Regions from separate parts of the Mus musculus genome. Here regions 1, 2, 4 and 5 are each linked to region 3. A link is a contact called in public HiChIP or PLAC-seq, Micro-C and promoter capture Hi-C data. All regions are on one chromosome and are shown on one strand. Each heading gives the region's core, a stretch centred on a gene start, on an enhancer-like site or on the middle of the called end of the contact. The rest is flanking DNA. Distances are from core to core; before and after follow the strand shown. Region 1 holds the start of Retsat (retinol saturase (all trans retinol 13,14 reductase)). Region 2 holds the start of Immt (inner membrane protein, mitochondrial). Region 3 holds the start of St3gal5 (ST3 beta-galactoside alpha-2,3-sialyltransferase 5). Region 4 holds the start of Sh2d6 (SH2 domain containing 6). Region 5 holds the start of Kdm3a (lysine (K)-specific demethylase 3A).

The links. Promoter capture Hi-C pulls out the DNA fragments that hold promoters and counts their contacts. A called contact is a pair of places that touch in the nucleus more often than the background predicts. HiChIP or PLAC-seq counts read pairs in DNA pulled down with a chosen protein or histone mark.
Region 1: a promoter capture Hi-C map of pre-B cells shows a contact between it and region 3, with 2.4 times the contacts expected there. The contact joins the promoter of Retsat here to the promoter of St3gal5 in region 3. A contact is called at or near these places in 3 of 39 promoter capture datasets (liver, neutrophils and pre-B cells), 1 of 115 datasets of contacts at active chromatin or transcription factors (microglia) and 1 of 9 other capture datasets (pancreatic islet).
Region 2: a promoter capture Hi-C map of pre-B cells shows a contact between it and region 3. The contact joins the promoter of Immt here to the promoter of St3gal5 in region 3. A contact is called at or near these places in 11 of 39 promoter capture datasets (the C10 cell line, cranial neural crest, erythroid cells and 7 more), 3 of 484 Hi-C or Micro-C datasets (CD4 T cells, the G1E-ER4 cell line and embryonic stem cells), 5 of 115 datasets of contacts at active chromatin or transcription factors (astrocytes, bone marrow-derived macrophages, craniofacial prominence and 2 more) and 2 of 9 other capture datasets (adipose tissue and liver).
Region 4: an H3K27ac HiChIP or PLAC-seq map of microglia shows a contact between it and region 3, with 6 times the contacts expected there. The contact joins the promoter of Sh2d6 here to the promoter of St3gal5 in region 3. A contact is called at or near these places in 1 of 484 Hi-C or Micro-C datasets (embryonic stem cells) and 1 of 115 datasets of contacts at active chromatin or transcription factors (microglia).
Region 5: a Micro-C map of embryonic stem cells shows a contact between it and region 3, with 5 times the contacts expected there. The contact joins the promoter of Kdm3a here to the promoter of St3gal5 in region 3. A contact is called at or near these places in 2 of 39 promoter capture datasets (erythroid cells and pre-B cells), 4 of 484 Hi-C or Micro-C datasets (CD4 T cells, embryonic stem cells and uterus) and 1 of 115 datasets of contacts at active chromatin or transcription factors (pancreatic cancer cells).

Annotation. Positions count from the first base shown.
Region 1 is chr6:72,595,064-72,600,168 of GRCm38.p6, forward strand. Retsat (retinol saturase (all trans retinol 13,14 reductase)) reads left to right here and starts at 3,539. Exons shown (of 11, transcript NM_026159.5): 1 at 3,539-3,733. The coding sequence starts at 3,565. Elmod3 (ELMO/CED-12 domain containing 3) reads right to left here and starts at 3,350. Exons shown (of 12, transcript NM_001253692.1): 1 at 3,259-3,350.
Region 2 is chr6:71,829,005-71,833,821 of GRCm38.p6, forward strand. Immt (inner membrane protein, mitochondrial) reads left to right here and starts at 2,316. Exons shown (of 15, transcript NM_001253681.1): 1 at 2,316-2,511. The coding sequence starts at 2,467.
Region 3 is chr6:72,094,805-72,100,092 of GRCm38.p6, forward strand. St3gal5 (ST3 beta-galactoside alpha-2,3-sialyltransferase 5) reads left to right here and starts at 2,804. Exons shown (of 7, transcript NM_001035228.2): 1 at 2,804-2,978. The coding sequence starts at 2,900.
Region 4 is chr6:72,518,773-72,523,850 of GRCm38.p6, forward strand. It overlaps Sh2d6 (SH2 domain containing 6), which reads right to left and starts at 1,264. Exons shown (of 12, transcript NM_001374030.1): 1 at 1,188-1,264; 2 at 989-1,110; 3 at 139-196. The coding sequence starts at 1,054.
Region 5 is chr6:71,631,076-71,635,828 of GRCm38.p6, forward strand. It overlaps Kdm3a (lysine (K)-specific demethylase 3A), which reads right to left and starts at 1,842. Exons shown (of 27, transcript NM_001038695.3): 1 at 1,763-1,842; 2 at 1,422-1,504; 3 at 981-1,196. The coding sequence starts at 1,166.

The DNA of each region.
Region 1 (5,105 bases), core at 2,289-4,788, 500 kb after region 3:
AGTCATGCCTCTCTGTTCAAGAGGGAAAAGACTCAAAATCTTTAAGCAAGTGTGAATTAATTCTAAATAAACAAGATACTTAGCCAGATGTCTACTGTTAGTAAACAGCACACAGCATGGGACTGGAGGGATCATATAGAGGATTGGAGTGGGGTGGATTGTAAGTGTCTGGAAAACAGTTCACTGTTTTAAGAAGTGGGGTCTGTTTCTGGCCACAACATCACTGAGACCTTGCTGGCTTATTGCGGGGTAAGACTGACTGGCGGTTGCATTGGCTTTGTTCAAATCCTAGACACAGGTAGAGCTGTGGGCCTTACAGTACTAGACCTGTTTCCTGGAGTGATAGAAAAACTCAAAATGCAATATGATGTCGTAACCTTGCCAAGCCAAACTGATCAACTCTCTGTGTGTGAGAAACTGTGTGTGTGTGTGCGTGTGTGTGTGTGTGTGTGTGTGTGTGTGTGCAATTATGGTGCAGTGCTGGTGCTGGGGATCAAATCCAGGTCTTCATGCATGCCAGGTGAATAGTCTACCACTGAGCTACATCTCCAGATCAGCTCTCGTGTGTGTACACACATGCATATGTGTACAGGGTTCATGTGTGTACAGGTGTACACATGTGCATGTGAGCGGGTGAAGAGGACAACTTTAGCTGTTGTTCCTCAGGCTCTGTTCGCCTTAATTTTTTGAGACAAGATCTCTTTTATTTGCCTGGAACCAGATGAGCAGGTTAGGATGGCCAGCCAGTGAGCTTTAGAGAGCTGCCCATTCTCCTTCCTAATGTTGGGCTTACAAGTATGTGCTACCACACCCAATTTTTTAAAAAGTGTATTATTTTCATTTGTGTACTCCTCTGTGTGTGTGTGGGTGTGTGTGGGTGTGTGTGGGTGTGTCTGCCATGTATGTGCAGATGTCCATAACACATTGGATTCCCTGGAGCTGGAGTTACACATGGTTGAGAGCTGCCATGTAGGTGCAGAGAGCCAAATTCTGGTCCTCTGCAAGATGTTCTTAAGTGAGCATCTCTCCAGCCCTTCTCTCTCTCCCCCTCTCTCTCTCCCTCTCTATAAGGACTCAGATATACAGAGAAGTTCTTATGGACGTTCTTCAGCCTGGCCTCATCCTTGCTATGTAGCTGAGGCTTGCTTCTACTTCTCAAGGGTGGAGACAAAAGTCCTGTTCTTTCATCTTATGGTGCCTGCCTCAGGAAGAGGGCTGGACAAAGACCCCATCACATCAAAAGTCTGTGTCACGAGGAGACAGCCTTCTCATGAGCGAGCACCTCTAGGTCTTAGGGGGACGGATTGATGTGAGAGAGTCAAAACAAAACACAAGGCCTGGGATACAGATCAGAGGTAAAGCTATTGCTTACCACAAGTGACATCTGGGTTCAGTCCCCACAACTGAAAAAAAAAAAATAAAAACCAGAGATCATCCTCAACATGGTGGTGTATGCCCGCATGAATGTATGCCCAGATTCCTAGAAATCTGGAAGCAGAGGCAGGAGAATCACTGTGTATTTGAGGGCAGCCTGATCTACATAGAGTTCCAGGTCAGTTAAGACTACCTAGCAAGACTCTGTCTCAACAGAAAACAAAGCAAGGGCAGGTGAAATGGCTCAGTGGGTCGAGGTGCTTGCCAGCAAACTTGATGACCTAAGTTCAGTCCCTAGAGGGACCTAGAAGACTGGTAGAAATAAAGAAGCAATTGTCTTCTGACCTCCACACACGCACCATGGCACACACCGCTCTGCTCACCCAGATAAAAACCAAAAAAAAAAAAAAAAAAAAACACACACACACACAAGGGGCTGGGAAGATGACTCAGTGGGCAGGAGGGCTTGCTTCAGGGTAAAAACCTGAGTTTGGCTCCCTAGCACTCTGGTCGATGGAATTAAAAGGATTGCTGGTTGCTGGGCCTAGTTCCACATTCAGTCAGAGAAGCAATTCTACCAACTTCAAAGGTAGAAGGCACAGAGTGACAGAACAGGCAATTTACAGTCCCCCTGATCTTTCTGTTCCTATATGGGCATGCATGCTCACACCCACACACCAGAGAGTCAGTGTGGAAAGGCTGGGACTGTAACCTAGTGGCAGCAAAGGAGGCTCAACCCCTGATATCGAGGGGGAAAATGAGAGTGGATGGTTCTCACACAACTGACAGTCATACTTCACAGACTCAGAGGACTAAGTCAGTGGGGAGGCCCTCCACGGAGCCAGTCCTCCACTAGGGGACTATGATTTACATTCCCCAAGGACTGACTGCCAGTAACAAACAGCTTTTGGGCTCGACGCCTGGCTGCCTGTGATCTAGAGAGGATGGTGGTAACGTCCTCCCTGAAACACCCCAGGAACTAGCTCCCCCCCCCCCTCCCCAGAACCTCAGCATCTACCTCTCTTTTCCTTTCCTTCCATCTCGGCCTAAATGACAGCATAAGATACACACACATCAGATAACCTGGCAGGGTCACAGGTAGGACTGACAAAGTCTCGGGAAGGCTCTCCTGTTACTGTGGGGAAAACGAACCAAGTAGCATAGAAGCATGACCTGCTTTACATACCGGACTGGAGCACCGCTGGGGCCTAAAACAAGGACAAAACACTCAAAGTTACGAAGTCATTCCTCCTGATAGTGGGTACCTGAGGAAATGGGCCTCCTATACAAACAAATCCCTCTTAAGTCAAGTACGTATTTCAGACCTACTTTCCTCAAAGGGCAACATTAAGATGGTAGGATATCTAGACTGTCTGCTGGAGCTTAAACTCTCTGAAAAGCTGATTTAGAAGCTGGTGCGTCCTTAAATGCAAATAAACACACAGGATGATCCTTGACTTAGTCTTTCTTGAGGCTTGTCCTAGGTGGCTTGCACTTTGAGAGCCTGATAGAGTAGTTACGATTAGGGGAATCCACCTAGGGATAACGTCGGTGTGAGGCTGCCAGTCCTGGGCTGACACAGGTTTAGGAGAGCTCCTGTGCAGGTCTCAACAAGGTCTCAACTCAGATACCCAGACAGAGGCTGTGTGGGCACAGAAACTTTGTCACTGCTTGGAAGAGGAGAGGGGAGGAAAGCAATGAACTGCCTCCGAGGTTCCAGCGAATCCAACACGGAAAAGGCACCAGAACCCAGGTCTTCTCTGCCTCCCAGACAGGATCTCTCTCAGACCTGCAACTTTCATCCTTGTTGTGGTCCCGCGGTGACCATTTCCACCAGACATCGTCCTCCTCACCCTCACCTCCCTCACCAGACCCCTTGCTCACCGGACGCGTCCCCAGCGTTCCGGTAAGGGGGGGATCCCACATCCCCCTTTTCGCGCAGCCGTGCAGTGTCGCCTGTCTCGCGCTAGAACTACATTTCCCATTAGGCAATTGAACTCCTGCTCTGCAAAGATCATACGGAGGTCCATAATGGACAATCTTCATCAGTTTTGAGCAGGCGTGAGTCAAAATGCTTCGGCTCCTCCAAGTCTGGTATTACTCCAAGGACGAACTAGAGGGGCGGGGCCTCAGCTATAAAAGCCGAGCTCAGCGGGGAAAGGACGCGGTCTTCCGAGCCCTGGCAGCAACATGTGGATCACTGCTCTGCTGCTGGCCGTGCTGCTGCTGGTGATCCTCCACAGGGTCTACGTGGGCCTTTACGCTGCAAGTTCCCCGAACCCCTTCGCCGAGGATGTCAAGCGACCGCCTGAACCCCTGGTGACCGACAAGGAGGCTAGGAAGAAAGTTCTCAAACAAGGTCAACTGATGGGTTTCAGGCCTGCTCTCGGGCCTTCTGCTCATGTCTCCCCATTAGTAAAGTGCTGGGAAAACTTCTCTTGCACACAGAGGTTCCATAATTTAGTGTTCTTTGCTTCTGAAAGGGTGCAGGCATTACCCTTGGCACGCCAAATTCCAGCCCCGCCAGTTGGAATCTTTTCAGCTCACGGCTTACACAGAATAAGAGACCTTTCCCCTACTTGGGTCTGGAGCCAACTTTTCCCTATACTTCTGTGCATGCTCGGGGGCACAGGGAAGCAGCACTGAAAGTTTTCCTAACAAGCGGGTTGCAGGCAAAATGTAGTCCAGTTCATAGAACTGAAGCTTGATAATAACTTCGGAATTTCAGTACTGGCTAGGGATAAGAACTCCACTCTCCAGTGAACCATCTCTAAAGCACGTGTAGAGTGCTCCCAAGGTTTGTGTTTTTGAGACTGGTCTCACTTTTGTACTGGAGTTGGCTTTGAACTCTCTTCGCAGCCCAGGCTCAAACCCGGAGCAGCCCTCTTCTTCTGTCCCCAGCATGATGAGATAGATTACAAGCATGCACCAGCATGTCTGCCTTTCAACGTTTTACGGAAGTGTTGGAGCTGGGCATAGTGGTGCAACAATTTAATTCCAGTTTGGACTACACAATGAGACCCTGTCTAAATGCACACATCAAACCCCAAAACAACCAAAACCCCCAAATGCAAAACTTTCAAAAAACAAACAAGGATCACCTCTTTGACCTCCAGGAGCCTCTGACTTGTAAATTTTAGCCAAGCCTAGGCTAGCCTTAACTGCACTATTTTTTGGGGACTGACTTTGAACTCCTGATCCTTGTGCCTCTACTTCCTAAGAGGCACCACACCCAGTTATTTTATTATTGTTATTGTTTGTGGATTGGGGGAGAGGCAGGTCTCATACTTGTAGCCCAGGCTAGCTTATAACTTGCTATACAGGACAAGTGTGTCTCAAATTCACAGTGATTCTCCAACCACCATCAGCAAGAGATTACAAATGGTGGGATTACAGATGTGAGCCACCATGGCTTGGATGGAGATTTTTTTTTTATTTTATTTTTTTTAGTTTTTAGTTGTTTGAGACAGTGTTTCTCTCTATAGTTCTAGATGTCCTGGAACTTGCTATTGCTATATAGACCAGGCTGGCCTTGAACTCACTGAGATCCTCCCACCTCAGCCTCCTGAGTGCTGAGACTAAAGCTGTGAACACTTGGCCTTGGGCAATGATGTTTAATGAGCAGATTTACTGGACATAGTGGCACATTCCTGTGATCCCAGCGCTGGGGAGGAAAAGACAGGTGGATCTCTACATAGGGAGTTCCAGCCCAGTTAGGGCTACATGTGTAG
Region 2 (4,817 bases), core at 1,066-3,565, 270 kb before region 3:
TTACAAACAAGTGCCATCACAACTATCTTTCTTTCTTTCTTTCTTTCTTTTTTTTTAAGATTTAACCTTTTCGGGGGGGGGGCTAGGGAGCGGGGTGGGGAGGGTATAAGGGACTTTTGGGACATTTGAATTGTAAATGAAGAAAATATCTAATAAAATTTGTTTAAATAAAAAAAGATTTATTTTTTTGAATGGGTGTTTTGCCTGCACATGTATCTGCACCATGTGCATGCATAGACTACAGAGGTCAAAACAGGGCACTGGATCACCTGGAACTGGAGTTACAGATGTTTGCAAGCCATGGTGTGGGGGGTGGTCGTGGTGTGTTGTACACAGGACACTCAACCTTGGTCTCTGAGGGAGTGGCCAATGCCCTCTCCAGATCCATAAAGATCTTTTAAAAGATCTTTCTTTCTCAAACTATATACAACACATTAGTGAAGGTACCGCAGAATCTCCTGGGGCTGCAGTTAAAGGTTATGAGCTGCCTGAGGTGGGTGCTGGGAACCGAACTCAGATGCCCTGCACACCTGCACCCAGATCCAGCTTTGCTGTTTTTGTTTTCCAAGACAGGGTTTCTCTGTGTAGCCTTCACTGTCCTGGAACTCACTTTGTAGACCAGGCTGGCCTCGAACTCAGAAATCCGCCTTCCTCTGCCTCCCAAGTGCTGGGATTAAAGGCATGCGCCACCAATGCCCGGCTTAAGATTTATTTTTATAAATCATGTCTGTGTCTGTATCTGGAGGGCTCTCTGATAATTTATAGGAAGTTGTAAGCTGCCTGATATTGGGGCTGTGAACTGAATCTGGGTCCTCTACAAGAATAATATATGCTCTTAGACATTGAACCATTTCTCCAGCCCTGAAGAATGAGATCTTAAAGCCAAGGAGACTGTCTGTAGTACAAGGTCCGAAGTGTAGTACAAAAGCAGCCCCGGGTCAACAGTGTGCGAGACGTTATCACGCTGGCAAGAACCAGAGCAGCGGTGAACAGGGATGGAGCCAGACTGCTAGATTTACTAAGAAAATGGGAGGACTGGAGGCTGTCGAATGATGACATGACAAAGATCGACAAGTACATTACTGAAGTGCTCTGAAAAGCTTGGCATGTATAGAACGTAGATAATATAGAACATAAACACATTTTTGATATTTTTCAAATCTTTCCTGTTTTTTGTTTGAAATTTATGTAGTCCAATCCTGCAACAGCCTCCCAAGTGCTGTCATTTACAGTGTGACCACAACACTGGACTTCATTTATTTTATAAATGAAAATAAAAGTGCAGCTTTTTTTTATCTGTATCGTATCATAACAAATCACCTACTTATGGCTTGTAAGTATTTTGCAAACAGATTTGTTGTTTTGTGGTTTTCAAGACAGGGTCTCAATATATTCAGCTGGCTGTCCTGGAACTCTGTAGATCAAGCTGGCCTTGAACTCAAAAGATATCTGCCTACCTCTACCTCTCTAGCGCTGGGATTAAAAGCATGCACGACTAGGTCCAGCCTCCAACAGATTTTGAAAATTATTTTTCTATGTTATTATGGTAAGAGAACCACATAATCATAGTGGAATTTACATAGAATATTAACGACAGTCAATTTTTAACACATTGTTAAACTCAGAACGCTTGGAAGAGTCTTCCAAACCGTCCCCAAAACTGCGACCGAAATCATCTTTATAAAATAAAAGTGGCAAAAAAAAAAAAAAAAAAAAAAAAAAAGCGGTGTGACTTAAGTAAAAACCTGAACTTAGAATTTGGGTTCCTATCCGTTCTCTACTATTTAAAGACACCGGAAACACATTCTGCCCCAGGATGCCTTCAGCACATTCGCTTATTCTTCAGCAACCCTTTGGAAAAGAAAAAAAAAAAAAAAAAAAAAAAAAAAAAACCAAAAAAAAAAAAAAAACCCTGTAGGCATACGTGTGCCTCAGCTCCATAAAGAAGTCAGCGGACAACTAATTGGAATCGATTCTATTGCCACCAGAGAGGTCGCAAATTTCAGGTCGTCAGGACTGGGAGCAGGCGTCCCTACCGGATCCACCTCCCCATCCCTTTAATTCTAAGAGTCTAATTCTAATTTAATTCACCAACGCTTTAATTCTAAGAGTCACAGTCGAACTTTACACAGCACTCTCCGGCCAGTTCACCTAGTAACCCGGTCATCTGCAGACAAACTAGCGCCCAAGCGCGACCCGGAAGGAGAACCTGCCCTTCCGCCTCCTAGTCGCCAATCACCGCTTTACTCCCCTTTTCGCAGCCGGGGTGAGTCCCACCCTCAGGGAGCCGCCTCGGCTGTAGCAGGGGAGGAGGCGGCGCGTGCGCAGTGGTGCCGGTGGCCCTTCCGGTGCGCCGGACGCAGCTAGGCTGTACAGACGCGGGCACGCACACCAGCACGCACGCCCTCCTCTCGTGCGGCCGCGGTCGTTCCCGCGTCCACCAGCAGCGCTGTCGCTTCGGCAGAAATGCTGCGGGCCTGTCAGTTATCCGGCGTGACCGTCGCGGCCCAGGTGAGCGTGGGGTCTCTCCGAAGGGGCGCGTGGTCACGCTGACTGCGGACTGCCAACGGACAACGTGAGAGGCATCCATGATGCGCACCCCCCCCAGGCAGAGCCACCCCTAGTGCGGGGAACCGAGGCAGTCCTCTAGGGCGGCCGCTGGACTGGAATGACTCGAGGGTTATTGCTGAAGAAGCGGGCTGGGGTGTGGAGCGCGGGGAGGCGGGTGTGCCGCTGAGGCGTGGCTTCAGGGACCTGGTATCCAATCAGTACCTCCTTATCTCAGTCTCGGACCAATCCTGGCTGCTGGCGTCTGGGCCGCCGGTTGGGCACGTGATAGGTTTCCAATCGTGAAGGTCGGCGCGGGAGAACTACAGTTCCCAGCAGGGATTGCTTCTCAGGGCTTGTTGCATCTTTAATAAGCAGGTTCCTGGACTGGTGGAGAGCCTAGGGGTCAAAGTTGCTGTTAATCTGGGAGTGGGTTCCTTTTGTTTCCGTAGCCGAGAGCGCCTTTGAGCTAGTCTTATAGTAAAAGGTGAAAGATTTTTCATTTCTCGAGCTTAAACTTCTGGTGCTGAAGGAGGACAGAAGTCATGACCTTGTGCTTATTTCTGAGATTAGCTTGGGGATCAGTGTCTCTAAGCACTGGAACCATGTCTGACATTCAGGTATCTTAGGCGCCCTGTTTTGTCTCTCTTTAATTTTTCATAACTGTCAGTATAACTTTCTACAGTTGAAAATAAAAACCCCATTTCCATTACTCAGAAGTTTTAGAAAACTAACACTTGAAAGGTTATGAGGAACATGCTGCAACTTGAGCAGTAATTGGATAAAGTTTCGAGACAGGGTCATCCTGAGATGATTGAAGTTAAGCAGTTTTGTTCTTTATTTTTGCTTTACTGTTTGTCCTTCAGCCTCTTGCATAGGGAAGTGAGCCCCGTATTAGTTTTCTGTTGGTATTTATCCAACAGCACACATTAAGCAGCCTGTAACTACACCCTCATTGATTATCTTCCAGTTTTTGTAGTAGTCTGGACATTAGTGTTGTGGAGTCTCAGCTTAGAGTCATGCAAGGCTTTGTTGAGAAGTATTAGCTGTGCTTTGATTCTCATTTGTAGATAGTACTTTTTACTTCCTCCAAATTCATAATTAGCTAAATCCAGCCCCTTCAGGTGTTGCACTAAAGTCCATGTTCTCTCCTGTGTCTTGCAGGTGGCTGCTCTCAGCTTTTAGAACCTTCTAACAATTTCTTGCCACAAGGCACTTACAGGCCATTCCTAACACCAAACACGAAACACAACACATTTAGTATTACCATGTGCTTCTTTCTGTCTTTACTTCAACATCTCTTCTCTCATTGATTTATTTACTAGACTAGCCCTACCTGAGTAACTTCCCTAATTCAGATTTCTTTTTGGGGAGCTCAGTTAGAGACTAAAACATGAATGGTATTCTAGCTCTCAACAAACATTTTAAAGTTCCCTGAAGTCACTGTCAACAAATTCATAGGTTTATTGTCATTACCTCTTCATTCATTCTGTAGCATTTGATATTGCTGCTTATTTGTGTGTGTGTCTATCTGTCTGTCTGAGAGAGAGAGAGTGAGAGAGAGTGTGTGTGTGTGTGAATGAATGAATATGTGTACATGTACACACCTATGGAGGCCAGAAGAGGATACTGTATCCCCCAGTGCTAAGGTTAATCAGTGGTTGTAGACTCCCTGACACTGATACTGAACTCAGGTCCTCTGGAAGAACATTAAATATAAGTGAGCTTTTCCATTTATGGCCCTGTTCCTGTGTAATGACTTGGGAGGCTTATTATTCATGAATAAATGCCTAGGTCTTAAGCAGGGCTTGTCCCCTGACTAGTTAGTATCTTATATGTCTCATTTATACTATTCTATGTCTGCGGCCTGGCTGGTTACCTCTCCTCGGTTTCATACCCAGTCCAGGTTGTGAATCTTCTGTGATTATTTTCCTGAGTGTTCTCATTCTCTCTCTTTCTTTCTTTCTTTCTTTCTTTCTTTCTTTCTCTCTCTCTCTCTTTCTCCCACCTCCCTTCCTCCCCTTCTGTCTCTCCCTCTCTCCCCTTCTTCCTCCTCTCAATTTTGCATTTATGTTTTTACATTCAATTTTGTTTTGTTTTTTCCAGAGCTGAGGACTGAACCCAGGGCCTTGTGCTTGCTAGGCAAGTGCTCTACCACTGAGCTAAATCCCCAACCCCTCAAATTTGTTTTTTATCAACTTACCAAATGATTCCAGTTTTTGGCAAATTTCATCTGCTTTCATGTCTTGCCTTTTTACCTTTCTCTTCAA
Region 3 (5,288 bases), core at 1,554-4,053:
AGTTTGTATGTATGAGTATTTTGTCTGCATGTATGTCTGAGTACCACATGCATGCAGTGGCCACGGAGGCCCGAAGAGGGCATTGGATCACCTGGAACTCGAGTTACAGGGACATGTCCACAGCCCCGTCAAGGATCTTTATAATTGGGTACCATGAATTGTTTTGCTGTAACAGGGTCTTATGTAGCACAGGCTCGCATCAAACTGGCTGTGTAGCTGAAGATGACCTTGAACTTCTGATCCTCTTTCGTCCACTCCAGTACACTGGGATTCATTCCATTCATGTACTACCCCACCCAATCGTTTATGCTGTTTTGATTAGTGATGGGCAGTTAGTTTTGTTCACCTTTTGTGTCATGAGATTATTATACAATAGTTTTGACTGTGGAGATTCTCTGAAAGGGTCCCGGAGACAACAAGGAGGACACAGACCGTATTTATCTTTTTTTTTTTAAACTTCAAACAGAACCCACCCAATAGAACCAAAAGTTAGACAAACTTACCAAAATAGAATATTGCAGCTCACAAGGGGAGGGTGAGAGGACGTCATTAGATTAACTAATGTAGTAAATGGAAAAAGTGAATTTAGGAAGTGGTAGCTGCTATCTCTGATTTATTAGTAGTCCTACTGTATGGTAGCCAGAGTCTGGAAGCTTCTCTGAAGCCACTCAGTAAACCATTGAAATCTAGTGGCTGATTCTAGTGTGTTATTTGGGGACTTTGGGAGCAGGTCTTCTTTTCCTTCACTAAGTGTCAACTAGGTGACAGAGCTCATGAATATTTGAAACAAATGTCCCAGGAGACTAAGACAGAAGGTAGAGTTCACTTCTTACACTTCATTGCCCTCAACTTACACCTACTCTTGTAAGGCAGGATGCTTCCAGCTTCCAGGACAGCCCTTACTGCTAAGAGGGTGGGGCTCCACACAGGGAGATGTGGGAGAGAACCAAGGCACAGAGATGTCAGAGCATCAGACCACACAGGCAGGCCTCAGGCTGGTCCAATAGTAGGAGAGTGAGCGGCTCTGCAATCTTTTTCCTGCTATAGTCATTCCAGGCAGCTAGCTAGTGTCTGACCAGCCTTGGCCAACCCACTGGCTTTAGCCACATGTCAGGCTTTCTTCCATCTTTTTTTCCCTTTCTAGACTATTTCCAGTGTCCTCGCTTTAAAATCATACAGATTTGTTGTTTTGGATAGCCATGAAAGTAGAATCCACCTACTCCGTTCTTTCCTATGTCTTTATTCTTGGCATTGACTACCCAGAGAGCATCCCCCAGTTCCCAGGCGACCATGTTCTACTCTCCACCCTGGAGAAAGAGCAAAGAGAGCAAGCTGCTGTAAAAAGGAAAACTGATAACGGCTCTTGGCTCAGGGTCTAGGATCTTCCTTCTCAAAATGAGAGGGTTATTGTTCGGTAAAAGATGGATAGCCATGCTTGATTGGGGCTGGAGAAGGGAGTTCTAAAAGCTAGCCCAGGGCCTCTTCCTGTTTGTACAGGCTGACAAGCTTCCACTACAAAGCTTCAATTTTCTCAGCTGATACACAGATCTAGCACGGGACCTTGAGCAGACCCAAAAAGGAGTTTGCTATGCAGTCACCAAGAAAACTGGAGCTGTTATCTTGGAAAGCGTGCCTCCTGACTATCAGAATGCCCCTTTGTGGTTAAATGTTCTTGAGGTCGAAGGCAAGCTATTCCAATATAACAAAGACTATGGCACTAGGGGATTTCCCACACACACATGCAGTAACAAAGGGTCTGCATCCTCAGAAGAACTTGGCTACATTATATCATTTACTCTGCGCTTTGGATCCCTTTCTTGTCGGCTTTTCTAGAAGATCATGGGGAAAAATATCCTAAAAGGGAGATCCAGTCCGGTTTTAGGCCTTTTTAATGCACCAATTTTGGGATTTATTAAATGTGTTTTTAAAAATCGTATGGCATTTCCTTTCCAAAATAAGGTGTGAGAGGCCAGGGCCTCTCTAGCTTTCAGACAAATAAGATTTGAGCGCTCCAAGCCCAGGTTCTGTTCCTGCTTCGGCCTCCAAATGACTTCAAAGCTACTCACCCTCAGTCCCACACAGACCTCAGTTCCTTCTCCTGTTAAAACAAGTTGGTTGGCTTTGGTAACTAGCACAGTAACAACCGTGTAGCCTAATCGTTCTCAACCTTCCTAATGCTGCGACCCTTTAATACACTTCCTCAAGTTGTGGTGGTAACCCCTGACCATAAAAAGTATTTTCGTTGATACTTCATAACTGTAATTCCACTACTGTTGTGAATCGTAAATGTAAATAAACGTGTCTTCCATTGGTATTAGGCGACCCCCAGGTTGAGAACCGCTGATTTAGCTTGTCCTGGTATTTGTCTCTTGGGTCTCAGGAACCCAGGACCAGTAATTACCTGAAGACCAGTGGGCAGCTGGCGAATAAAGCACGTGACTACGTCAAGCCCCTTAGTTCCCCAGCTCCGACTCCTAATTGGATGCTCAGTCAAAGCCTTTAACCGGTCCAGAGCCACCTTAGGTTCTCCGGAACGCCTTCCACTATCTAATCACGCGCAAGCCTGGGGAGAGTTGAAGAGATCCCCGAGCGCGGGGCACCCTCATCCTAGGCTGCCTGGCGCCCCACCTACTTCTCGGCTGGAGTTGTCCCGCTCCCCCTCGCACTAGCAGTCGGAGGGGGCGGGGGGACAGTCCGCTCGCAGGCGGGGCCTCGGCGCACTCTGATTGGTCTCCCTTATCCTCGTGACGCGCGACCCCGCCCCCGCCTACCCCCACCCCCCTCAGCATCCGCGCGGGGGAGCGGACTGTCCGGGGCTGAATTGGCGCGAGCGCGGCGCCGGGGGCTGGCTGGGGCGCGGGGCCCCGGGCTGGCGGCTTGCCAGCGCTCCCTCCCTAGCATGCACACAGAGGCGGTGGGCGGCGCGGCGCGGAGGCCCCAGAAGCTGCGAAGCCAAGCAGCGGCACCTGCCTGCCGAGGTACGTGGCGCAGCCCCCAGTCGGCAGAGCGGACACCGGGGAGCCCAGATAGCGGCGATCCGCCTTTGCGATACCCCAGGCCCAGCGGCTCCTCCCCAGCCCTGCGACGCCGGACGCGCCTGCTAGGGGACACGGGCGGAGGGTCGCGGCCCCTGGCTGCCTACATGGGCGCCCCCGGCGCAGCCTGCGCAGGTGTGGACGCGGCGCTGCGGGTAAGGATGACCTGCCCCGCGTGGCAGGTCCAGCCAGAGTGGCCCTCTTCACGTCGCTTGGTTCTGGGATTTTAATTCATTGCTGGAACCTTCTGAGCCGGCAGAGTCGAATAGACTCAGTGTCTCCCTTGACTGCTTTGGGGAACCTTGTACAGGGTAACTAGTGGCGCCTGAACCCTCCTGGTGCATCCATGTGGGTAGACGTGCAGTGTGAAAGTGGGTAGCTTTCTGCTGGCAGAAATTCACTGGTGACCTTCCCTGCCCCCTCTCTGCGGCCAGTCCTGCGGAGGAGACACATTGGGAGACCGTTTTGGTTTCTTGGAAATTTTAAGCTGTGTCCTGACGAGGGGACGCGTTCTTTGTGCGCTGTTTTATTTGTTTGTTTTGCGGAGAGGGTGTTAGAGAACAATTGGTAGGACCCCAGTAAATGAAAGCTCTTGTCCCTACTGCACATCAGCTGGATGACCTTGGCAGACACTGATATCCTCCTGTGGGGAGCTTGCTCTCCAGGTCTGTACTGGAAGACTTAACTTGCTGTTGGCTTGGGTCTCTTCCACAATGAGTTTGTGGTTTTAACCATTTAGAATAAATATGTCAATTGGCGAGAACTCTGTAGAATCACTAGCTGACTTGGAAATGAAATTTTTATACCTTTCCCCCCAGTAATTCAGTCTTAATTCACATATATGAATTTTGCCTTTGCAAAATTAGGTGTAAATGTAAGTAGATGTACTTAAAAGGAGGAAGAGGCATTTTTATGTGTTGTGCTTTTTCTGGGACCGATGGGTTTCAGGTTCCTTCAGCCAAGAGCTGTGCTGGGTTTTAGACTTACAAAGGAAGGAGACTCACACTCATCTCTGCCCTCTGGTGTCTAGCCAAGCCTTCCCTTGGTTTATGACTGTAAATCCTCTTCTACCTGCAGCCCTACGCAAATGCTGGGCCTGAGAAGAGGGATTTGTCTGCTGAAAGAAAGGACCAGAAAAGTAGGTTTTGGTTTCTTTTGTGTAATTCCATATCCTGACAGCTCAGAATGGTTTCTCACATTGCTGGTTGCAGGGCTAGGAATTGTCTGATTTCCAAGTTTTTGGTCAAGAGAATATTAATATGAGCTTCCAGAGCACTGTAGTCAGAGTGCTGCATCTCCTGACACTCATGTCTGCTATGTGGTCGGTGCTGTGGCTATCAGGCTGATAGTGTTTTCTTTGAGACTTGAAAAGAAATTGAGATGATTGGAGGTTTGGGTGGCTGTTTTGTTGGTTGGTCGGTCCGTTGGTTGGTTGGTTGGTTTGGGTTTTTGAGTCGGGGATAGCATGCTGTTCAGGCTGGCTTTGAATTCACTGGTGCATCCGAAGCTGGCCTTGAACCACTGATCCAAGTGCTGGGATCACAGACTTGTGCCAACATGCCTGGCTTAAACAGAGTAAGAGGAGGTGTGACAAGGCTTCTGGAAAATGGCATGCTGGGGGCTGGCAGGAAATTCTAAAAGCACACATTTATGATGATTCTGCAAATGCATTCAGCTTGACATACACTGGTCACTGCCCCATGTCATCAAAACAAGTCAAATGGGTGACTGGACAGGGAGGTAATCAAGAAACACACCTGTCGTTGGCTTGCCTCCTCCACCTCTTGCTCCCTTACTGGGCTTGCAAAGTAGTAGAGAATTAGCAGCTGTCTCTTGGCAGATTAATGGTGTGCTGGGTAGTTTTTAATGTCAACTTGATGTAACTTGGAATTATTTGAGAAAAGAAAGCATCATTTGAAAAAAAATGCCCTTACCAGATTGTCCTGGAGGCAAGCCTGGGAGACAGTTTCTTAAGTGGGGAGGGCCCAGCTCATTGTGGGCTAGTGGTCCTGAGTTGTATGAGAAAGAAGGTTTAGCAATCTCTGGGGACCAAGTCAGTAAGCAGTGTTCTTCCATACTCTCAGCATCAGCTCCTGCCTCTAGATTCCTGCAGTGTATCAGTTTCTGTCCTAACTTCCCTCAGTGATGGACTGCAACGTGGAATTGTAAGCTGAAATTAAACCCTTTTTTTTCTCCCAGTTGCTTTGGGTCATGGTGTTACAGCAGTAGAAACCCTAACCAAGACATGTGGGG
Region 4 (5,078 bases), core at 14-2,513, 420 kb after region 3:
GGCAAACAAAAAGGAGGTGTGGCTAGGAGGGATGCAGCAAGCCCTGTTCAAGGCAACCCCAAAATTCTAGGAGAGAAGAAGTGTAGGAGAGGCCTCCCCTCCCTATGTGGAGCCGTGGAAAGAGAGGGGACACTCTACCTTGCCTTCCAAAAACAGGTCCCTGCTTTGCAGGCTGTGGGTTCATTGCTGTCTTCAGCTGTGGGCATTATGGAAAGAGGGAAATGAGGGAGGAGGGAAGAGGGAGGAGGGAGGAGAGAGGGAGGTGTGAAGTGCAGGCAGTTGAAGAACAAGGAAGCTGGGGTGCAAGGGGGTAGAGCTGATGTGCTGCTTTCAACACTAACACTGAATTGTTAGCCTGTTCATGCTTGAAGCTGAGGCAGGGTAGATGTGAGTCTAAGGCCAGCCTGGGCTCCATGAGACCCCCCCTCTCAACTGCCCCTCCCCCAGAAAACACAACTGAACAAACAAAAACAAACATAAAATACTACAAAAGGAGACTGACAATGCTTCCCCCTGCCTCTAGTTGGGGTCCTTTCCTTACTGCGAAATTTCCCCTGCTTATTTATTTATTTTTATTCTGTAAAATACGAAAGTGAATAGCCACCAGATCACAGCGGGGAAGGGAGTTGGGATGACGACAGCTGACCCCTCTGGCCAGAGATGGGTCCTGTGGTCCAGGGCCCAGGTGAAGGTAGCTGAGCCTTGCCCCCAACCCCAGCAGAGGATGGAGAGCCCTGCTGAGCTGTGCTGGAGCGGGGAGCAGAGCAGAGGGGTGACTAAGGAAGGGATGAAAGGACCCTTTAGGCAAGTGGGAGGAGCTATTTTGTTGTTTATTTGTTTGTTTGTTTCACTCTGGTTTGTAATGCACAGGCAGAGGTTTCCTGGCATCTAGAATATAAACGCATGTTGGGGGTGGAACGGGAGCGGGGAGGGGGGGTGGGGGGGCGGGAGGGGTTGTGCAAATGAGATGTTTGTAAGATTTACTCACCGGGAAATGGTAGCCAGAGGTAGGGCGGGTAGGGAAGGAAGGGTTTATGGGGAGTCCTCTGGCCATGGTAGACTGAGGCGGGGGCAGTGGTGGCTTGGATGGATCCAGGGGCCCAGAACGATCTGAAAGAGACCCCATGCTTTGTAAACTGGGGAGAGGGAGGAAGGTCCTCCCTAGTCTATTCCCACTTTCTCCCCACCTAGCCCTCATCTCTCCCTCTCTCCTCCTGTCTCCTCTACTTATTGGCTTCTTAACAGCTCCGTCTCCATGGCAACTGGAGACAGTCAGCTTCCCTGCCCCCACATGACTGAGCGGGGGTGGGGGTGGGGGGGTGAGATGCCAGTGGTGGTGGCCTCTCAGGGCATTCCCACCCTGGTTGGGAGGATGTGCAGCGATTTCAGAGGAGGGAACGCAAGGCCCTAGGGACTGGGTCGGGCTTCCTGCTTTGTCAACGTTGCCTTAGTTACCTCACCCCTCCCTCCTGCCTCCTCTCCATTTTCCTTCTTTACAGTTTTAACTCCTTTCCATCTCTCTAGCCTTTTCTGCCCAGCTGAGAGGCCTCAGTGGCAGCCAGCTGAGGCCCTTTTCTGCCCCAACTCAGGCAGAAGGAAGAGAGGCCGGGCCGGATTCTCCTTTTGTTGGACCCTCTTGCCTTGACCCAACCTCTCAGCCCTTCCCTCCTCCCAGCCCTCACCCAGATACAAGGAGTCGTCTTTAGAGCCAAGAGACTGTGCAGGGGCCAGACTGACGGGCAGAACCTCACAGGGGGGCAGCTCATATTTATCCTCCTCTTCTCCCTCTTCCTGGGCCTTCAAAAAGGGATGCTGGTGGCATAGGGAAGATGGAGGCTTGAACATGGCAGGCCCTGGTGGCTGGTGCCTCCCTCCCTCCCCTCCCCCATCCTCAGCATTCCGACTTACCCTGTTTCTCCAGGTCTCTGGGCCAGACAGGAAAGATGGGTTGGCTCTACTTTCTCTCCAAACTTGGGTATCTGGATAGATAGACTGGTTTTGCTTCACCCCAGCCCACCTACTTCCAGCAAAAGGTTTATTTTGCTCTCTCTCTCTGATAAATCGTAAACCGTCTTCCCTTAACTATAGATTTCAACCCTACAACTAAAGGAACCCATAAAAGGGGCCTTTTTAGCAGTGTAGACAAGACAGGTGTGGTGAAACACGGGGATCTCGGCAGATGTGTTTGTTTCACCCATCAATGGCTCCTGACCCCCGTACCCGGATTCTGACCAAGACACGTAAGAGAACCAAGCTTAGGTGCTAAGCCTTGCTGGACAGGTGGTGGGACAGGCTATCTAGAGTCACTCAGGGAGATCCAACTGTGGAGGACCCTGGTCTGCTGGGCCCCTAAGACTCACTGTGCACTTACCTGCACCTCTGGCAGGAAGGAGTGGTGGCCCCAACCTGTAAGCAGACTCTACTCAGCTCTGCCCAAAGAGACCCTGAGTGCTGTCAGGGTGACATTGCACTTTAGACCACTCACACTTATGACTAGGAATGCTCTCTGAAGAAGCCAGTGTGACAGCCTGGACCTGAGATCAGAGCAATGGAAGGAGAAGACTGGGGTGGGCTCAGGGGGCAGGCAGAATTAGTGGCCTTTGGTGCACAGCTGGATAAGATGATACCCTAGGGATGCTGGGCACAGGGCTGGCAGAGTGGAAGCACACGGGTGGATAGAGATAGACAGCTGCTCCAGTGAGGGGGAGGTAGGTGAAGACAAAGGGGCGAGCAGGAGAAAGAGGGGCACTCACCGGGCCTTGCTGCCACTGAACCTGTCCTAGAAAGAGCAGGGGCAGAGTGGTTAGTACAGCTGGGACTCTCCCTGCCCACAGTCCTGGATCTCTAGGAGTCTCAGCAGGTATATGGGCCCAAGGATCCTCTAGAACCAAGTCTCACCATGGCAAGGTAGGTGAGCGGAGCCCCTTTGCCTCTCTAGAGCCCAGGAGCTGCCACAAATGTCCTGGGGGATAAGGGCTCCATTGTTCCCATTATTTACATATTCTAAGTATTGGAAGGTGCCCGCCTCTGCCTGTGGTCTCCCACCCAAAATGGACTTTATCCAGGGCACTCCCAGGGCCCCGCTCTCCTCTATAGCTGTGGTCTCTAGTTCTTCATCCAAGCTAGAAGACCTAAGCCGGACCAGGTGTGGCTCTCTGGCATCACCTTTTCAGAACCGTATTGGGTGACATTGATGGACAGATGCCACCTTGCTGTCACCCATCCCAACCCTTTACTCCTTCTACCACTTGCTAGTGGGTGGTGATCACAGATCCAAAAAGTTAAAGGTGAGGGGAAAATTCAGAGGCTCTCAGATTCCATGTGACCAGTTTATTCTTTAATGGAGGCGTTTATAAAACATCTATTTATCAAAATGGGCATGGTGGCACACACCTTTAATCCCAGCACTTGGGAGGCAGAGGCAGGTAGATCTCTGTGAGTTTGAGGCAGGCTTTGAGTGAGACGATGAGACCACATACTGAATTCCAGGACAGGCACAGACCTCCACAGTGAAACTCTGCCTCAAACAAAACAAAATGAAACAAACACAAAAGTCAAAACAAAATAAAATAGACAACAACAAGAAAAACCAAACCAACAACAATTGGTTTATAAACATGTGCTACTCACAAGGCACTGCTTCAGACATCCAGACAGAAATGCTACAGAAAGCAGTCAGACCTTACAAGTATCGTTTCCTCACTGGACTCCCAGAATAGTTTTATGAGGCAAGCCCCGGTTTTACGCTCACTTTCAAATGAAGACACCAACTCTATTAGTCAGCTCACACTGATGTAACAATACCACAACACTGAGCTGCTTAAACAACAGAGATTTTATTTCCTTCGAGATCAGGAGGATAGAAGGCTAAGATCGGGGTTAGTTTCTGGTGAAGCCTTGTTTCCTGGCTTGGATATCGCCACCTCACTCTGTGTCCTCAGGTAGCCTCCTGCCTGTGAGCACAGAGGGTGGCTGAGCCAGCTATTACTTCTTCTTATAAAGACATAAGACTGTAGGACCAGGGCCTTACTCCACTTCATCTTAATTGCCTCCCTAGTGGCTCAGTGTTCTGTTAGGGTCACTAGAACTAGAGGTTCAACATAAGAGCTGAAGGAGGGGAAGCCATAATATTGAGGCTCTGAGAAACTGAGAAAGTTTCCTGGGCTGGGGACCTAGTCCAGTTGGTAGAGCACATACCTAGCATACACAGAGCCCTGTGTGTGATCCCTAGCATCCTATAAAAACTGGGCACATCTATAATCCCAGTAGGAGAATCAGAACTTAAGGCTGTCAGCCGTGTATCATATTCAAGGCCAGTTTGGGCTACTTAAGACCCTGTCTCAATAAACAAACAAACAAACAACCCAAACATTTAAAAAGCCAAGAAAAGCCACTCAACAGGGAGCCCAGGTAGTACCATGGAAAAGGAGGAGTGTGGAGAAGACAGGATCAAGTCCACCTGAAACTAGGTCCTGGGCCTATTCCTTGCCCTTCATCTCCCGCCTCAACATCCTTCCATATTTGGACCAAGAGTCAAGGGCCAACTTTCTCACCCAAGGGATTCTCTTATTTACACAAGAGGAGAGGAAGGCCTGGTATGGATAACTATAGGGTCAAAGTCTACAGGTCAGACTAAACAGAACACTCTGGATGCCACCCTACTCCAACCGGAACTGGCAGGATTTCCCAGTGCCACCTCCCTCTTACCCTCACCCCAGCTACTCATTCCTGCTCAGGGCTTTGCATAGGCAAATCGCAAGGCCTAGGAGCAGGAAAGGGCTGCAGGGAGTCAGAACCTGTGTCGCCTGGACAGGGACACCAGCCACACAGAGACAAAAGGAGGGGAAAACAAGAGGTTTGCCTCAGCAGCCGCATCAGACAGGTGGCTCTGGATAGTCCCTTTCTGACTGGGATCACCTCATGCATGCCATGACAGGGCCTCTGGATATGTTCCTCAACAGGGGACGGCAAGAGCTCACTGCAAGGTTGACTCCCTCGCTGTCTGGCAGCACTGAGTGTCCATGTTATGGTATATTCAGAGCACAGAGTGACTCCATGGATTTCTGAGATCCCAGCTA
Region 5 (4,753 bases), core at 592-3,091, 460 kb before region 3:
GAAGATTCCGAGGCATGTCCATTACTCAGGGTAGAAATAGTCTGTCCTGACAAGCTTCCTGGAAGTTATTATCACTATGGAGCCTTTGTTAGGAATCTTTTTTCAGCTGATTTTTGCACAAGGAGTCTTTGTGGGCACAATGGCTTCCTCACTGGTTATTTCCCTACTATTTTTTCACACCAATATTTGTATCACAGAGTAGGATTCATTCCTTTCAAAAGATCTAAGTGAAAAAGGTTCCAGAATGTGTTAACTGGTCATGCAAGTTCCATTTCTCCCCTTCCTTTCAAACACCCTATACGGGACAGCTCCACCCAAGGCTTCCATATATGGCTGTAGCCACACCAACCCATCCTCATTAACAACCGGGGACCTACTCCTGCCTCACTAACCATACCTCAGCAAATACCCACCACCAGAACAAGCCAAACAAAACTAAATAGATAAACACAACTAAGCTCCTTCCCTTACATTCACACTTCACTTCCAAGTTGTAAAGTTTAAAAAGTTGAATGAAGAAATAAAGAGGAACACCATCATCTGAAATCATCTTTTTTGAAAGCACTTTCAAGCTAGCCTTCAATGATTCTAATTGTCATCCACTTCTTTAACCTATTACTAATAAACAATACGCCTCCCGTTGGGGGCATAATCAGACTGTCCCAGGGGACCCAGCGCCTGCATTAATGAAGCATGTCTGAACAATCCTAAACCCATTATTAATCTCAGGCCACTGGAGCTCTAGGTCAAACACACCTTGACACTACACCCCATTTCAAAGACTTTCACGGTCTAGAGTTCTGTACCTTCTGATCACCTGCCAACTTTCTAGTGGCCCATTTCAGAAAAGGGAGGGAGGGGCGCTCAACTGTCCCGTTACCAAGGTAACTGAAAACCGTCTGACTGCCCAGCCCCCAGAAGACGGTTTTGTTTGTTTGTTTAGGGATTTTGTATTTTGTTTTAGTCTTTTTGTTTTTTACCTTCAAGTCTTTCTTAGTAACGTCGGTGTGGGAAACAGCTCGAATGGTCCCCGACAGCCAGGGCCACTCGGCAACGCGCTCCAAGTCCCAGTTGTCCTGGCCGCCTTCGTTGCCTTCGGCTGCGGACAGACTGAGGAATCGCTTCCCCACCAATACTGGCCAACTTTCTCCGAGCGTGAGCACCATGGTTTCCACGCCAGCAGGAAGGGCTCCTCCCTGCAGAAGGCACAAAAACAAAATGCGATGGGGGGCGGCCGAGGTCGGAGGCGGCCCGAAGAGACGAAGCGCCGACAGGGACCGGTGGAGTGACACCCCCGCAGGTGGACTCCGCGCCCCAAGCTGCCACCCGCGCCTCCCCAACCCCCCAGCACTCCCCCCCGCAAACACCCCCCCGAGTGCCGCGTGACCCTCTCGCCCCAACAACTTTCGCTTTTTCCAAACCTTTCAAAGCTGGACACTGAGAGAGAGAAGGGAGGACTGAGCCGCGGCGCCAGTGCTTTTGCCTAAGTGTTCGTCCCCTCGCCCTGTTAAAGAAAAGGCTCCCTCTTAGTGCCTAGGGCCCGTCTCAGCGACCGATCCCCGCCCCGAGCGGCCTCGGAGCCGCCGTGGACTCGCTCGCGACTCGACACTTGCCGCGCCCCCGCCCCCCGCTTCCGGGCCGCCGACTCGGGCGCACCCCCGCCCGTCCTGAGCCTTGAACCGAGAAGACGCGGCGACCGCCCGCGCGGGTCCTTCACCCTTCTCCCTCTGTCTCCCGCAGCCGAGGCCCGCGGAGCGCTTACCCCGCCTCCCGCCTCCCTGAGTCACCCACGACGGCGGCAACAGAGCCCAGCCGCCCAGCCGACTCTAGCTCTGACTTGGTTCAAGAGCTCTCTCTCACAAGACACGCACAGCCTCCCGGACCCGCCCCCTCGGAGCCGCTGCCACCGATGATTGGTTGAGTCGCGGGGGATAGGCGGGGCAGCCTAGGAAATTCTACGTTCCTATTGGTTATGCTGAAGAGGGCGGGGTGAGGAAAAAAAACAATTCCTTGGCTGCCTCCTCCCTTCCCCCCGCTCTCAGCAACGACTCGAAGCCGATCCCCCATTAAAGCGCGCAGAACGCGGTCGGTAGATCCCTCCGCCGCAGCTCCATTCTTCCATTTGTTGCCTCGCGCTATGCAAAAAAGTCCCGCCGAATCGGTTATCGACTTTGAGGCCAGAAAGAAAATCGCACAGGCTCACAGATAAGACTGAATGGGGAGACCCAGGATCATGAGCGCCTATTGGATTGCACTTGAAGCGCGTAGGCTGTCGAGCGAAGACCGACCTTCCACCAGGCGGAAGAATCTCACGGGAAAGGGGCGGGGGCGGTGCACAGCCTGCGGGGGAGGGACAGCACTGGGACGTGCGGTTTCAGGCGTACGCAGTTAGAGGGGGAGGAGCGACTAGGCTCTGGGGGCTCCTGCGCACGCGCCAGAAGGGGCGGACTCTTGGAGCTTGGGCTGATGGGTGAAATGGCCGCTGGAGGCGCAGGCGCACGTGGTACTGATCATGACTGTCTAGGTCCGCCATTTTGAAGGATAAATGAAGAAAGGCATTGAGTTGCTGGAAAACGATGTTCATTAAATCTAGAGGCAAACCATCTATTCAAAACTATGTGGGATGTAGGTTTTTTAAAAAGAAAATGTAAAGTGGATATAAGATTTTTGAAACAACAAAGAAATTGAGAAAGTAGATGGAGTTGATGATAAAAGTGATAATGAAAGAGGTGACTTTGAAAGACAAAGGAGAGAAAAGATGGTTTTATGGTTTGGACCAGAGGATTCTTGGTTGAATCAAAAAATGAAATGAATAACTGAAGACTTCTTTATGAAGCCTGGTGCTTAATCTAACATCACACTTAATCTTTATTATAAAATGAATGGAAATTTAGTTTTAATAGTGTGAAAATGAGAATTCAGAAAAAATTCAAAATGTATAAGGGAATGCTATACAATGCAAATTAGTACCAGATGTTTATTTTGAAAAATATTTGGTTTGAATGTATGACAACAGAATGTTAAAGATTAAATAATGCTGAAGTTGAATTAAACTGAATTGGATTTATTATATTCAAACCATTAAGAGGTGGGAAATGGAATGAAGGAACCTATCCACTTCATCAAAAGGCAGAAATGGAAACAAGAAAAACAAAAGGAAGAAGAAGAAATTATGGTTAAAAATAAAATGACAGGAATAAGTCCATTTATATTTACAATAAATATAAATGGGTTAATTTTATAAATAAACATGGAGAGGTACTTAGTATTTAAAAAAATTTTTTTGGCATAAGAAAAGTACAGCATAAGAAACTTGAAACTATTAGGGTAAAATTTTTATAAGACTAATCAAAGGAAAGCTACATTGGCATCTTGTACAGTTATACATTATTTAATACGAGGGATATATTCTGATAAAAGGTTGTTAGATGATTTCATTACATTGATAACATAGTGTCCTTACAGAAATTACCAAGTCACTGAGAAAAACTTATGGGATCACCACTGTATATATCACATGTCACTTGCCATAATGTTGTTATATGGTATATGACTAAGAGTAAAAGCATAAAAAGAAGAAATATATTAATAAAGGATTGGGTCTATAAAATACATTATTGAACTATTCAAACTGAAGATATGAACTAAGTTAATAGTACTAAACAAGAAAGTTTTGACAGCTTATAATCACAGTAAATGCTATAAATCCATTTATCTCAGAAATAAGCAGTTTAAATTTTTAAAATGAGAGAATGTGGAGGACTTAGATCACATAACACATAATTTGGAAAATAACAGGCATAAATTCTACTAAAACAAAAGACATTTTTGTTTTAGGCATAAATTCTACTAAAACACACACATGACTTTTCTGTTTTATTCATGATTCCAGAACCAAGAAAAGTTGGAGAGATATCCAGTGTACTTTATGAACTTACAAAGTCCTATTACTAAATCTGAACAACAACAACAAAAAAACAACAAAAAATACTTACATAGATGGAAAGTTCTTTTATTTAGTAGAGTTACTAGAAAACAATCATGGTTTTTGCTGTTAACTATAATCATTATATAAAATAATGGATTTTATTTGAACATTTTCATATGTAATCCATTTTAATAATATTCTTTCCCATATTACCCTCTCTTGTTTTTCATTGCATTCCTGATAGCCAGAGATGCCAGAAACATTAAAAGGACATTGAATGTTCATGAGCTTAAAACTTTTATAAGCTTCCTAGAAACCAGTGTGTGAGTATGTATATGAGTATGTGCCTGTGTGTATCTTGAGAAAACTGCTAACAAATATGGACTGGAAGAAAGGATAAGATCACTTATTTTAGTAGTCACATCCAGTGGATGTGGGAAGAAAAATGGAAATAATTTAAATGTACTTCAATTGGAAAATAAATAAATGAATAAAAAGAACAAGGCACGATGGCTCCTTTACCCACTGATCTCTGCACTTGGAAAGTGGAGGCAGGAGAATCAAGAATTCAGGACTAGCCTCAGGTATATAGGAGTTTAAAGCAGGTGAGGGTTATCTGCGACTCTGAAAAATTAACATCAAAAAAAGGAAAAGAAAAGATAGATAAAAGGAATAAATGGAATGTGACATATATTGAAGTTTCAGAGTACTTGAAAAAGAAAAAATTCTAGATGTACCAAAAGATTGCCAAAGCACTTTGGAAAAGAGTACTGCATTTGACATTATCATTACTTAACACACATATAAAAAAAAATTTTTTTTTTT